Linked DNA regions of Canis lupus: region 1 is linked to region 2. A link is a contact called in public Hi-C data. All regions are on one chromosome and are shown on one strand. Each heading gives the region's core, a stretch centred on a gene start, on an enhancer-like site or on the middle of the called end of the contact. The rest is flanking DNA. Distances are from core to core; before and after follow the strand shown.

Evidence for each region. A called contact is a pair of places that touch in the nucleus more often than the background predicts.
Region 1: a contact with region 2 is called in a Hi-C map of blood, with 1.9 times the contacts expected there. The contact joins the promoter of USP14 here to the promoter of ROCK1 in region 2. A contact is called at or near these places in 2 of 9 Hi-C or Micro-C datasets (amygdala and blood).

The regions. Positions count from the first base shown.
Region 1 is chr7:67,085,312-67,092,667 of UU_Cfam_GSD_1.0, reverse strand. It overlaps USP14 (ubiquitin carboxyl-terminal hydrolase 14), which reads right to left and starts at 1,550. Exons shown (of 15, transcript XM_038543699.1): 1 at 1,204-1,550. The coding sequence starts at 1,375.
Region 2 is chr7:66,914,614-66,921,926 of UU_Cfam_GSD_1.0, reverse strand. It overlaps ROCK1 (rho-associated protein kinase 1), which reads right to left and starts at 3,982. Exons shown (of 33, transcript XM_038543695.1): 1 at 3,010-3,982. The coding sequence starts at 3,102. PLP2 (proteolipid protein 2) reads right to left here. Exons shown (of 3, transcript XM_038543690.1): 3 at 6,178-6,651. The coding sequence ends at 6,474.

The DNA of each region.
Region 1 (7,356 bases), core at 301-2,800, 170 kb before region 2:
GAAATAAGGAAAAGATACGATTAAATATTTACGATAGAACTTAACGTTAAGATAGATAGTTTGGGGAATATAAGTATTTTTTGAGGGGAACAAAGAGAGGGGTTGGTGTTGTGAGTCCACCAGTGTGTTTAAGTCCAGCATACACTGGCATTTATTGCTATCAATTAATAACTCTTCCTTTCTACGTTGCGTAAATAGACTCTTTCAAAGTACCATTCTCCTGTTAATCGTGGCTTTAGAAAGGTTCAGCAATCATTAAAGTATTCAAGATTCTAGGCCATTAAGAATCCACCTCAAGATTAAACATTATTCCTTTGTTTCATATCCTTCTTTGGAAAAAGCTGAATCTTTCATAAAGGAATGATCATGGAGTTGGGTATGGCCAATGAATCACACGCCCACAGCGAACCGAAGTCACCACTTAGGTGCCATTTTGAGTAAGAATCAGCAACAGCAAGGTCCCTTCACTAGTGAAAATGTGATCGCTGGCCAGGAATACCTTGGGACTGCCTGAAGCAAAATAAAATAAAAACTGTCAATCGCCGTTTAAAAGGAAATGACGCCTGCAGGTATTTGTATTCCTCTAAGTCTGAAAGCTAACAGCACGCTTCAGGAGTGGAAACCCAATACACAACGTTTGAGGAAACGAAAACGAAGCAAGAAGTTCACGATCTACCTCTGGATAAAAACTGAAATTGGTACCACAAAAGGGGGTGTTTGAGCCAAAGGCGGCAAGGAGTAAGCTGTGGGGAGCTGGCTGAGGTAAACCCCAAGCACGACGGAGGAAGGCTAAGCTTCCATCCTCCCGTACCTCAGGCTTCCCCCTCCCTGACTCTCCCTCTCCGCAGCTACCACCGAGCCCGGGCCCGCCCCGGGGGCCTCCGGACACACCCTCACCTCCCCGGGCTCACCAGGACGGCGACAGAAACTATTCTGCAGAGTCACCACTCGCGGAGACGGACTCGCGCTCCCCATCCCCACTCCCGCCCACCCCGCCCAGAAGGGACAGCGGTCCCTCGAGCTGCGGAGCTCGCAAACAGCGGGCTGAGAGAAAGCGGCCAGGGTCGTCGCCACGCAGTCGCCTCCCACCAGGCCGGCCGGCCCCCTCCCCCGCCCCGTCCTCAGCCCGGTGCCAGCCCTGCAGGCCCGGCCTACTCGAGGCCTAGGCGCGGGACCGGACTGCAGGGTGAGGAAGGAGCTCACCGGAATAAAGCGGCATGGCGGCTCGAGAGGCGGCGGCGGCGGCGGCGGCGGCGGTGCAGGAAGGCTGGGCCTGGCAAGGGCGTCGAAGGGAAAGGGACGCGATGAAGCTGTGGCGGCGGCGACCGAGGCGGAGGCGCGGTGGTGGCGGCAGCACGGGTGCGACGAGTCTCATTCAAACCGGCCACTGCCGATGACGCAGCAACACGCAGTTTGCCCGCCCGCGGACCCACACGGCGGCTGCAGCCGAAGACCCGGCGCGGAGCAGGGCGAGGCGGGGCCTGGAGGGTGCGGGGCTGAGGGAGGTGGGAGGGAAGCCGCGCGAGGCGGCGGGCGGGCGGGCGGGCCGGGCGCGCGGCCCCTGCGCCAGTACAGGTGCGCGCCTGCGCAGTGCGGTGCGCTACGCTGCGCTGCGCTGACCGAGCCCACCGCGGAGGGGCCGGCCCTGCCCTGCCGCCCGCCCCGCTGGCCCCTGTGCCAGTGCGAACCTGGTACCCTGCAGCTGCCTTTTTTTTTTTTTTTTTAAGATTTTATCTATTTATTCATGAGAGACACAGAGAGAGAGAGAGGAGCACAGACACAGGCAGAGGGAGAAGCAGGCTCTGCAGGGAGCCCGACGTGGGACCCGATCCGGGGTCTCCAGGATCACGCCCTGGGCTGAAGGTGGCGCTAAACTGCTGAGCCACCCGGGCTGCCCTGCAGCTGCCTTTTAAAAAAGGAAAAAAATGTCTCTCTCTTCTTTTTTTGAAAGGGCTCGACTAGAGCCAGGCATTTTTTGTTTGTTTGTTAATATAGCCGGTGGAAGAGCCGAGAGAGGCCTTGCTCCGCCCCTCACCTGGTCAGTCTGCTTACGGATGAAGATTATCCAGCTCTCCCTTTCAGGGTTTTGTGACAATATGCGTGTCAAAAGGCGTTGAATACTGCAGAGACAGGCCTGCCCTGATTGTAATGTATTAGTGTTGTTTCTAACAACCGGTTGCGACCCTAGGTTGCATCTAGTAAGGTGGCAGGAAGAAAAATGCCCTGTGACAGGCGCGGGGACTTGCACTCAGCTGCCTTGGACCTGTTTCCCCAATCTGGGAAAAAGAGAGAATTCAACTGGATGGTTTCTGAAGCCTCTTCAGAGTCCAGGTTATCATGAGAGAAGTAAATCCAAGCATTCTAGATGAGAAGTAGAGCCTGTAAGTGAAAGGAGAGATTTCAGAGATTCAAGTCAAATTTGAGGTGCTTTCTTACCTTACAGAGGCTTTACAATGATTCCAAATGCCACAAAAGTTTTGAAGCTGTCCATATTTCAAGACGTAGATTGTCCCTATTTCAAAACGCTACAACCTGTTTGGAGACCCATTTCATGAATGTACATCAGGAGTCATACCCTTTGCTACTTCAAGACCTATCATGAGAATACGATCCAAAATGTGAGGGAAACAACACAATGATGCTGTAGAATATTTTTAAAGTGATATATTAAGTGGAAAGAGTATCAAATTTATTGAGCACTATGATTGCAGGTAATAAAATTAATGGTTATAGATTAAGACTTGTCTGAATCCGGTTGGTACTGGCTGTGTGACCTCTCAACTTCAGTTTCCTTCTCGATGAAACCAAGAATATTATCTATATTACAAGATTCTGACGAAGATTAAATAACCAACTGAACCACCCAGGTGCCCCAAACTTCCGTTTCTTTAATGTCTAGACTATAAACAGAAATCATCTAGTGGATACTCTGGAATTATTTGATGCTGTGAGAACTGGATGTGAGAGCAACCTATTTTTGACTTACTCATTCAATAGGTACTCAGAGTCTTCTAGAACAAGTCTGTCTTCAGCTCACACTGACCAACACTTCAGTAAAACTAACTTCTAGCCTTGAATTTAAGACAAATGGAACAGAGGGAGGATATGGCCCAGTGCTAGCAACTAAAAGGAAATGTCAAAGGAAATTTGTATAGCTAGCCTTCCCAAATCTCAGCAGGAATTATAGATGATAGCAGCCTTGCCCTGTATACCATATGTTGTTAAGCCCTGGTCTACATGTGTTTAATGCATGCAATCTTCTGCTTAAGGTTGACTTCTTTAAATAATGAATATATTAGTAATATCTTAACCAACATGTTTATAAATAAATAATGTCTGTAAAATGTAGCCAAGTATCAGAAAAGTTTTTAGTTGCTGAACTACCTGTGGTTTCGTGCTTAAAATACCCACTCCTCATCTGGCCAGTAGATATTTTATCTAATTTTAAGGTCTTTATTTAATGGTAATTCTTTCATACACACATAAGGCCTCCTCCTACAATTACCCTTTCTATCAAGTACTGTTCATTTAAATGTTTGGTCCTCTTATTCAACAAGTACATATTAAGTGCAGACACTCAATGTAAAATCTGCGAATACAAAGATGAATCAAAAGTCCTGCCCTCATTTGACTGAGAATCTACTAGGAATATTGAAATATGCACAGATTAGGGGGCACTTGGTTGGCTCAGTCAGTAGAGCATGTGACTCTTGATCTCGGGGTCATGAGTTCAAAGCTCATGTTGTGTATAAAGATTACTTAAAATCTTGAAAAAAAAGCAAGAAATATGCACAAATTAACTCCATGGCCCTCTGAATTAAAGCTCTTGGCTATAAACAATGGAAGGAATTTATTGGTAGAATATAGGGTAAGCTAATAGAATCGATAGGAAAACTTGTGAACCAAGCACAGATAATGGATGGGCACCAAGGGATATGGGCAGCAGGGAACATAGGTAAGGTCATGTCACAGAAACAGTCTGGCCACTCTTACCATCACTTCCATGAGTAATTTCTAATTCCTTGTCCACCTCAATCCCTCAAGATTCTGCGTCCTGATCAAGAATATATAATTAGCTAATGATGAGGAAAGGAGTGTCTGGCTCTGCCTCCCGTGTAGACATATTGGGGTATAGGACATTGGATGCCCCAAATGGAAGAGCTGTATATTTGTTTTCTATTGCTGCTTTAACAAATTATCACACATTTACTGGCTTAGGGCAACACAAATGTATCATCTTACTGTTCTGGCAGACAGAATTCAACAGTGGTCCCAATCTTAAGGTGTTAGCAAGACTGTGCTCTTTCCGAAAGCTCTAGGGGAGAATCCAGTTCTTACCTTTCCCAGATGCTAGAGGATGTCCACAGTCCTTGTCTTACTGCCCCTTCTAGCAACAGCATCCCTCCAAACCCTGCTTCCATCCTCATAGCTCTGCCCCGACTCTAATCCTCTGCCTCCCTCTTTATAAAGATGCTGTATTACATTGGTTGCACCTGGATAACCCAGGGTAATCTCATCTTAAAATCCTTAATCACATCTTCAAAGTTCCTTTTGGCATATAAGGTAACATATTCATGGGTTCAGGAGATTAGGACATGGATATCTTTGAGGAAGCATTATTCTGTCTACCATGGACTTCAAAAAAACCCCCACCCAAACCAGCAATATCTAACACACTTTCTGGTAGCATCTAAAATTTTTGTAGTCCTATGTTTTGTTTCCTCTATTAAATTATAAACTGGGGGATCCCTGGGTGGCTCAGCAGTTTGGCGCCTGCCTTTGGCCCAAGGCGCGATCCTGGAGTCCTGGGATCAAGTCCCGCGTCGAGCTCCCGGCATGGAGCCTGCTTCTCCCTCTGCCTGTGTCTCTGCCTCTCTCTCTCTCTCTCTCTCTCTCTGTCTATCATGAATAAATAAATAAATCTTTAAAAAAATAAAAATAAAAATAAATTTTAAACTGGTGGGGAAAAGCCCAGCCTTAAATAATTTGGGGATAAATATATATTATCCAAACTATTTATTTATATATAAATATATATTTATATACATAAAACCCAAATTATTTATGTATCTCATATATACATATATGATATTTTATATATTTGTATATATTTATACATATAAATATATCCTGGAACAGTACTTTGCCTGTAAAATGTGTTCAATAAGTGTTTCCTAAATGAATGCATGCCCTATTTTGGGATCAACAGATGAGGCCAATTATATTACGGTGACTTCTATGCTACTATAACAAAGAGGTCCCAAAATTCAATAGCTCAAAGAAGATAACAGTTTATGGAAAAGTGAGGGGAAAGCTCTACTTCATGAGGTTGTTCAAAGACAACATTCCACCCATGAAGTTCTACTACCCCCCAAAGCAAAGTTTAATGCAAATGTAAATCACCTGAGATCTTCTTAAAATGCAGATTCTGATTCAGTAGGTCCTGGATGAAATTTAAGACACTAACAAGCTTTCAGGAAATCACCAGTTTGAGTAATAAGGCGTTAAGGGACTTGTCTTTTTTTACTTGGTTGAAGATGGATTGCAGGCACATTTGAGATTCACCTCCCAAGAAGGAGAACTAGAAGGGGGGAAAAAAAGCACAGGGCAGCAATCTCCTTTTAAGTGAGAGTAACAAGCAGGATGTGCATAAATCACTTCCCAATTCACATTTACAGTTACATGGCCTAGCTGCATGGAAGTATGGGAAATGCAGTCTTTAACAGGGCAGGGGTATTATTCAAGCTTACACTCCACCATTACCCAAGCAAGAGACAATGGACTTTGGTGGAAAACCAGTAATCTCTACGATCCAAATATTGGATTCTTTTGTAATAATCTTCAAGCTCATGAAGTTTTCTTAAACTCATGACAAAAATCCTGGGCGTTTAGTTTTCTCACCTATAAAATAAAAATTATATAATCTGTCTCTGGATACTCTTGGTATTGTAAGATTTAAATCATTAGTTGAGTGCACATATTGGGAATAATGACCAAATAGAGCTGACCTAGAACAGAACAAATACCAGGTGCACTGGTATGTTTATATATCTACCTTCTAGGCCAAGTTCAATTCCAGGAGTTTTAATTAATTTACCCAAAAGCAGAAGAAGCAAATGATTTATAATCCTCACTGTCAAAAAGTTGCTTTCAAAAACAAAAGTCTGGGCAGCTTGGGTAGCTCAGCAGTTTAACCCAGGGCATGATCCTGGAGACCGGGGATGGAGTCCCGCGTCGGGCTCCCTTCATGGAGCCTGCTTCTCCCTCTGCCTGTGCCTGTGCCTCTCTCTCTCTCTCTCTCTCTCTCCCCCCCTCTGTCTCTCATGAATAATAAATAAAATCTTTTTTTTAAAAAAAAGTCTGGCCCAATATTTCCATACCTATACATTCTGCTGCAATTAAAGTCAATTATGCTTGAAGAGATTGTGCTTTCTGGATTTTCATTTTCCCCCCCTCTACCTTGGAATCAAGTTCTCCCCATTTCCTCTCCACTTCCGTACATCTCACCTCCATGATACGTTTCAAACTTCACAAACTGCAAAGTCTCCTTGAGCAATTGCTTTCTGTATAATTCATTTAATATTTACTATCTTTTTTACATATGTAAATAGCAGATATATTTTATACTTCCAACTAGAATGTGAATACTTTTTGCACTTCCTTCAGAAATATTTGATAATTAATTCAATTTGAGAATTTAGGGTCATATTGTACTCTGAAGTAGTTAGATCACTAACTGTATATTATCTGCTTCATATCTAGACAGCAGTTACATCCATCTTGTTCATCTCTGTATGCTTGGCATAGACCCAGCATGGAGTAGGTGTCTTATATATTGCTTAATAATACATTACATATGTTGGTGATAGGAATTCAGAGAAGAAATGGAAGCAAGTGGGAGGCAGTTGGGTACAGAAGGATTCTAGAGAAACAGAAAAAAGCAAAACCTCAAAGCAATCACACTCATTAATTTAAGAATTGCTTATTGATTGTCTACTTGTGGGCCTTGCATTGCAGGAGCTCATAGTCTGTCAGAATATGTAGAAAAATATTAAAATAAGTACTAGCTGCATGTAGAGGATAAGAAGGAGACTGGCTAGAATAAGTAGAAGCCATATGCACAGGGCGGTGGCAATAGATAATGTGGGGTGGGTAGTACGGGATGTGATTATAGAGAGCCTGAGTGCCCAGATAAAAAGTTTGGTCTCAGTTAAGTGGGATTTTCTATCTTCTCAAAGCCACTAGTTACCAAAACAAGAAAAGTAATTTTGAAATTTTCATATGCTAGACTTTCCCATATTATCTCTCATTCCAAAGCAATGATCTAACCTGTCAAGGATTCTTATATAGGAATAC
Region 2 (7,313 bases), core at 2,733-5,232:
AGTCCAGACAGGAAAGAGTAAGAGACTCACTGAAAAAAAGGTGAAGTTGCCCGATGGGTCATTCTGAATGGTAGAATGAATGGTTAATGATAAACATAAAACACCATGCAAAAAAAAAAAAAAAAAAAAAAAAAATTAAGGCTAGACACTACAAAACCAAAAAAAAACTTTTATCTCCAAAAAAAAATATTCAATCCTTATCAAGTTCCATTTAATATGGTAATAAAATTTCAACAGCTATCAGTAAACAATTATGGAACCAAATAGAAAAGAGGGCCAAGAATTTAAGATTACATGGGGCAAAAAATCTGTTGACTATTTCTCAAAATGTTCTTTCACAACTCTTGACTCCAAGATACCTGGCTGTCCTAACCCTGAAAAGGCCCTGATTGCCAACTTTCTTGACTCTTCCTCTTTGTTCAACTTTCATCTCTTACCCTTTATCGTTTTATCAGTTTCAACTTGCACTTCTGTGCAAATGATTTCCAAATTGTTATCTTTATGAGCTCAGTTTCCTATCTCCAATAGTCTACTGGTCATTTCTTTGTGGTTGTCCCACTATCCTCTAAAATACAACCTGAAATTGAACTTCTCTGTTGCTTGTTCTTCCCAAGAGATTTCCAAACCTGACTTTGCTTTTCAACAGTCTCCCTATAAGCTAGCTTCAAATTTTTTAGCATCATCTATTTTCTCTCACTTTGGTTCCCCCTTCTCCCCAGCCCTGCCAATCAAGTTCCATCAATTCTTCCTTTCCCATTTTAATGCGCCAGTTTGGGGCTTCAATAATTCCTGGACTATTAATTTGTTAAGAAGTCCCCAGTCTCATCCCATCTCCAATCTCTTTTCACACACCCTATCCTGCATATAACTACCAGATTCACCTTCATTCATCCTGGCACAGTGCTGTTTACAAATATTTAATAGCTACAATATACTGAAGAAAATCTAAATTCCCGTAACCAACAATCAAATCTTCCACATTCTAACCCCAATCTATGTTTCCATCTTTATCTTGTTCCCCTAAACATGTCATAGCCAATCACATCCTCACCCTCCATTCATGTTATCCTCTACTCCTCCTCTGAACATCCTCTAAACCTATCCACTCATCATAAAGCATACTCCCGCCCTCTGAACACACAGCAATTTCTTCTTTTCAATAACCAAGAACGTGCATCACCTACACCAATCATTTGAAATCTATCACACATTTTTTCAGTGTGTAAAGTGTTTTCCTTTGTTTCTGTGTGCATATTTAAGATTAGGTCTTGTTTTCCTAAATAGATTGGACTTTCAAGTAAAGAGTCCATGACCTGGGCAGCCCGGGTGGCTCAGCGGTTTAGTGCCTTCAGCCCAGGGCGTGATCCTGGAGACCTGGGATCGGGTCCCATGTCAGGCTCCCTGCATGGAGCCTGCTTCTCCCTCTGCCTGTGTCTCTGCCTCTCTCTGTGTCACCAATAAATAAATAAAATCTTAAAAAATAAATAAAATTTTAAAAAAAGAGTCCATGACCTATATTCGTATCTTCCACATTTCAATAGGCAACTAAGGCAAGAGGTTACATGACAACTTAAAAAAAAAAAAAAAGAGCTACTAAACACCCCATACTGCTGTTTCATGGAGTAAGATCAAAAAGTAAAATAGAATCAAAGATACACGGAAATTGGGTAAATAATAAAAGACTTGGCTTTAAAAATGACAAATTCTTAGTAGAAAGATGTGTTCTAATTCCTTCCATTTCTGTCATTCAATAAAGTGTTTTAAATTGTATCAGGCATCCATCATCCTGTTTCTCAATATGAAGCGCATCCATAATGTGACATATTTCAAATATACAACCCACAAGACTCTACTTTCATAGTAAAGGATGTTTAGAGTAATTTTGAAAGTTTGGGGAGAAATTTTCTTGTATAACATTATACACTTAAAAATACACCCAGATATTTAGAATAACTGAAATACATGCTAATTTAAGATGATCTACATAATTTTCCAGAATCAACATGAGATTTTTAAATTATTTCTCTGAATGGCATTATTGTGTTCACTTAATCTTAATCCCAAATACCGTATATATCTAACATTTAATTTTCTGAGAGGGCTCTAAATAACTTCGTATACATACTCCCTGCAATTTTAGAGATTGTGGTTTTGTTTGAACTAAAACAGAATTATTATATAACTTTTAGTTGTTCAGTAAAGTAAAAGGAGAAACTCCCTTACAGAGTTTGCAACTATTAGTATCAGGGAAAATAGACAAAACTTACAAACCCTAATTATTTACAGATAATTGTAACCACTGAAGGATCTTTAAGAACTTGGCCTTTCATTTCATAAAAACTTCTTCAGAATCTTTTAAAAGTGACAATGGTAAGCACACCACCACCAAAAAAGGCAGTTATGATAAAATATCTGTGCGGTACTTTTGTGATCACCAATACTGTAAAAGAGTTAATAATGTGATGACCTATCTTCAGTTATCTTAGATCTTTACACTTAACAGTCCAGCAAAAAGTTCCTCCAGATTCAAATCACCTATGACATCTTGGCTCAAAAATCGCTTTCTCAATGTTGATTCTCCATTGTCACTTCCACGTCTAAAAACTAAACCCTTAGGAGCTGAATCTCTGTTAAGTGGAAAGCGTCTTTCCAGTATTGCTGTCAAACCGATCAAAAAGATTATTACTAAGATCGTCATTCAACAAACTGCGGAAATAACTGACAGTGTAACTTTTTACGTGATGCCTAAGTACCTTTTGTAGAATGATGAACTGAGTTCGAGCTAAAAGTTCAGAGAAGTTAGTACAGAGCCACTCCAACGATAAATAAGGCCACGGCATGAGATTTTAGTGGTGCTCCAAAGACGGTTCAGGAAAAACAGCAGATTTTGGTGTTTTTCCGAGAGTATGCACACCTGAAACTTTCTTTTGCAAATAACTAGATTGAAAGCAAGAGGAAGGCAAATACACGCAGAACCCCAGACTGGCAAAAGACGACAGTGCTACTCACCAGCAAACAATCCGAATTCACTTCTGATTTCGGATCCCGCAGCAGGTTGTCGATTTTTTCAAACCGAGCCTCAAAACTGTCCCCAGTCGACATGTTGCTGCTACTGTGACAATACCCTCGTACCAGCAGCACCAGCAGCGGAAAGCAGTTTCAACCAACTTCCTCCGGCGGTGGGTTCGCGACCGCGGGGCGGAGAAGCCGGAACCTCAGGGTCACCAGGTGCGCCCGGTTCCCCCTCCTCCCCCTCACTGAGGGGATCTCCGCTCCCCAGACCCCGGGCCGGGGGCAACGGCGACCCACAGCCGCTCCGACGCCCAAAGTCGCATCCCACCCGGCAGCCCCTTAACGACAGCCGACAGCGCCGTCGCCACCAGCCTCGCTGCTCCGGCTGGCGCTTCAGCCTAGCGGGCCCCAGCCGTCTTCGCCATGGAGAGTTCCCCGTCCCGAAGTGGGCAGGCGGTGGGAGAGAAAGAGCAGCAGGGTGGAGACTCCGCCGGCAGCAGGGGAGGGAGAAGAGGAAAGGCGAAAGCGAAGGGCGGGTGCGGAGCTGTGCCAGCTGCTGCCGCCTCTTGGGCCACGGGGCCCGACCCGCTCCGCTCAGAGGCGCCGTAGGCGGTCTAGCCCCGCATCCCCGGCTCTCCTCGGCGCGGCCCGACGCCCGGATCCGACCCTGCCAAGAGCTGCTCCCCGCGGGACAGCCTCACTCTCCCATTTTGTACCGTCGCTGCTGGGGCTGCTGCCGCGCTGTCCGGCGGGGCAGGGCGAGGTCGGCGCCCGATGGAGACTTAGGAGAGGAAAGGCTGGAGAGCGGGCGGCGGAGGAAGACGAGGCTCGGGTCCCGGCGGCTGCTGATGCGGGAACTTCTGGGAGGGGCTGCGTCCCCAGCTCTGGAGAGGGCGAGTCGCGGCAGCGAATGCCTGGGGGGGTGGGGCGAGGGGGGCCGTGAGGGACTAATATGTCCGCCTTCCTGTTCAAACAAACGGAGACCGCCGGCGCGGACTGCGCATGCGGGGCGCGGACGCTCGGAAGGAGAATCGGACTCGCGCCGCGCGCGCGAGCACGCCGGCGCCTTCGCAGGGCGGGGCGGGGCCGGGCCGGGCCAGGGGGCGGGGCCGGGCCGGGGGGGCGGGGCCGGGCCGGGGGGGCGGGGCGGAAGGCGGGGCGGAAGGCGGGGCGCGCCCGGGGCCTAGCGGGCGGACCGGGAGGGCTGGTAAGCAGGGAGGAGCCCACCGGGTGCGGCGGGAGGCACCGCCCTCACCCCGGCGGGATCTGAAGAGCCGAGTGGAGCTCTGGAGCTGTAGCAGAGGTCGAGGCGGGCTAGGCGAGGGTGGGGCGGGCAGGGGCGCCGAGCTCTTTCGGTCTCTGGTGGTCTCCTGGCAGCTGCCTCAACTGCCCTCCCTCTGGGCGGCTGCGGTCCAGAGCTCTCTGACCGGAAAGAGAGGGTGCTTGTTATTATTTTGCAAATAGGTTCTTTTTTAGGCAAGATGCCTTTTCACCGACAAGGCAGCGTTTTAGCATCAGCTAATGAGCTGGTTTTCTGTAGTATTTCACCGTCGGCCCTCCGGGAACACCACCACATTTAAACCGTCTGCGATTCCATGGGAAAATGACGAAGCCATGCAGTACTGAACCCTCCTAAGCCGAGCGTGTGTATCAGGGGAGCACTAAATACGGACTCCGGAAGAAATAGTCCGTAGAAATCAAGTTCAGTTTGCTTTTTTTTTTTTTTTTTTAAATCTCAGAATCAATATTTTAAGTTACTCCTACTAGTTCTTCCGCACCATTATTCACTCCCATTGTAGTTCTCTTCCTTTTTTTTTTTTTTTTTTAAGATTTTATTTATTCATGAGAGACACAGAGAAGGGGCGGGGACAGAGACAGAAGCAGGCTCCAGGCAGGGAGCCCCACGCGGGTCTCGATCCCGGGTCTCCAAGATCACGCCCTGGGCCGAAGGCAGGCGCTTAACCGCTGAGCCACCCAGGGATGCCCTGTAGTTCTCTTCTTGATGTGTGATCCTGCAAGTTCAGTGAAACCTAAAATTGTGATTTTAACAGAACCAATGTAGAATATGAAAATTATGAGCATTTCCTCTTAAGTCAATTGCTTCATTGACTGTGGTGTGAGAAGGTAAAGACTTGTTCAATCTGCTCATGTTCTTCACGGCTATCAGCGGGAAATCTACCTTATTTCTAATCAATCTTTAGTTTTGCTCATGGGTCAGATTAAAGATTGCTAGAAATAAAAAACGTGGACGTTTTACCCCACACTGGAAAATGCTACAGATGAACCAATTGTCTTTCTATGTAAAAAAAACATTGCATAGCATCTGAACAGTCCACTAACTTTGTGGTGTGAGTCAGAGGTTAGGAAAATGTTATATTGTTTGAAAAATGTCTATTCTATTTTCACCTTATTATATACAAGAAATATTTAGATGTAAAAACCACTGTATAAATCAAGATAGGAAGTAAGTCTTCACAAAAATCATAACAAAGACGACAACTAGACAAAATTCAGGTATTTTATTAAATGCTTTTGCAGTGACTTTTCTTGGCTCCAGTATTTTAAGCTGGTCATGTGAATTACATTTATTTTTAAGCATAGGGCTTAAAATAAATCTGGCAGTTGCCCGAAAATAAATTTCCTAAACTCTGCTTGTACTTTTTTATTACCATTTTTAGGTATTCTTCGGAATTTTGTTTCTCAGAGTACTGTGAGCATTATGTTGCTTTTCATTGGACACGTGCAAAAAAAAAAAGTGCAGGTAGCTAAGACAATACATGAGTGGCACTGATAAATATAAGTGGAATTGAAAACCAATCTGGCAAAACTACTGGAAATATATGGGGGGGGGGGGCTATATATTTTACTTCTCTACAAGGTTAATCTGATTATTGTAACCCTCAACTATTTATCTTTTACCATAAGATGGATGGACTCTATGTCAGTTTAAGTACAAAAGTCCTCACCTGTCATAAGGTAGAATCATATGACATTGAAGTTCCTTTGCAACTTTAAAATTCTATTGTCTAATGGCTACTCTCTTCAACAGCATTGTGGATATTTGGGATCACCCTTAAAGTATATATTAAGATCCTAAGTGCAATTGCAAAATACTGATTTGTATAAATAAGAATATAATATTAATTATACATACTGAGCATTTACCATGTGCTAGGCATTTTAATATGCATTTTGTACATGGAATTCAATTAAAACATCAAAAGAATTCTGCTATGATTATACCTACATCATAGATGGAGAAACTGAGATACAGAAAGATATGTTCCTTGCTCAAGATCATGACAGATCCAGATTGGAACAGAGGAAGTCAGACTCCAGAGTCCCCATTCCTAACAGCTGAGTATGCCAACATTATCCAATCTTAGTACAATAATAAGCATTTCACAACTGTATTATTTGCATTAGCACAAATTTAAATGATTCTATGTAAAAGAAGGAATTTAAAATGTTTCATCATGATCAATATGATTATGGCCCCTAGGGAGAGATATGAAATGATTTTTACCAAGATTCAGAATAAAAAGGACCTTGACAATGTTCAATAACAATGGCTTGACTAGAGGTTTCCAAACACTGGGTCCAAGAACCAGTGGTACTCCTTGGTGGAGTCTCCTTGACCTGCAGCAAAATGAGAATAAAGGCATATTATTACATGTTTTCATGAAGTAAGCAGTTTTAATTTAAGACTATCATTCAGTCTGAAATTCTCTTTACTAACTTTTTTTAAAAATTAAATGTACTCTCCTTTTAGAAGCAAGAGTAATAGTAGATGGCACAGCTTTTAATGTTCTCACTTGGATATTTAAAACTTACAGAGTTAGCAACTCTATGCAAATACATAGATTAAGTTAGTTATATCTTAATTTTTTGGCTTTGGGAATTCAAACATCTGGAAACATTTAATTTAGATGAGACTCACGCTAGGAACCAATGAAGAGACTGCAGTGCTGAAAGAATTTGAATGAGGCATATTTGGGAAAGATCATGGAAAAATCAGAAAGATTTGGGTGTAGACTTGTGAATAGTGAAAGACAATTAAGTTTAGCATTCCTTTGCTTTGGGGTTTTTGGTAGGAAATAGACTCAGTTTAATGTTTATGGAATTTCTTTCATAAATATTGATGTGGTAGCTAGCTTCCCAAAGATGGCCCCCCAGTGAACCGTGTCTTCCAGTATGCATGGCCTCCTGGAGTTCCCTCCTACACTGAATCTGGACTGGGGCTTTGTGAGCTATTCTAACCAATAGAATGCAGCAAAAATGGCACTGTGCCAATATCGGGC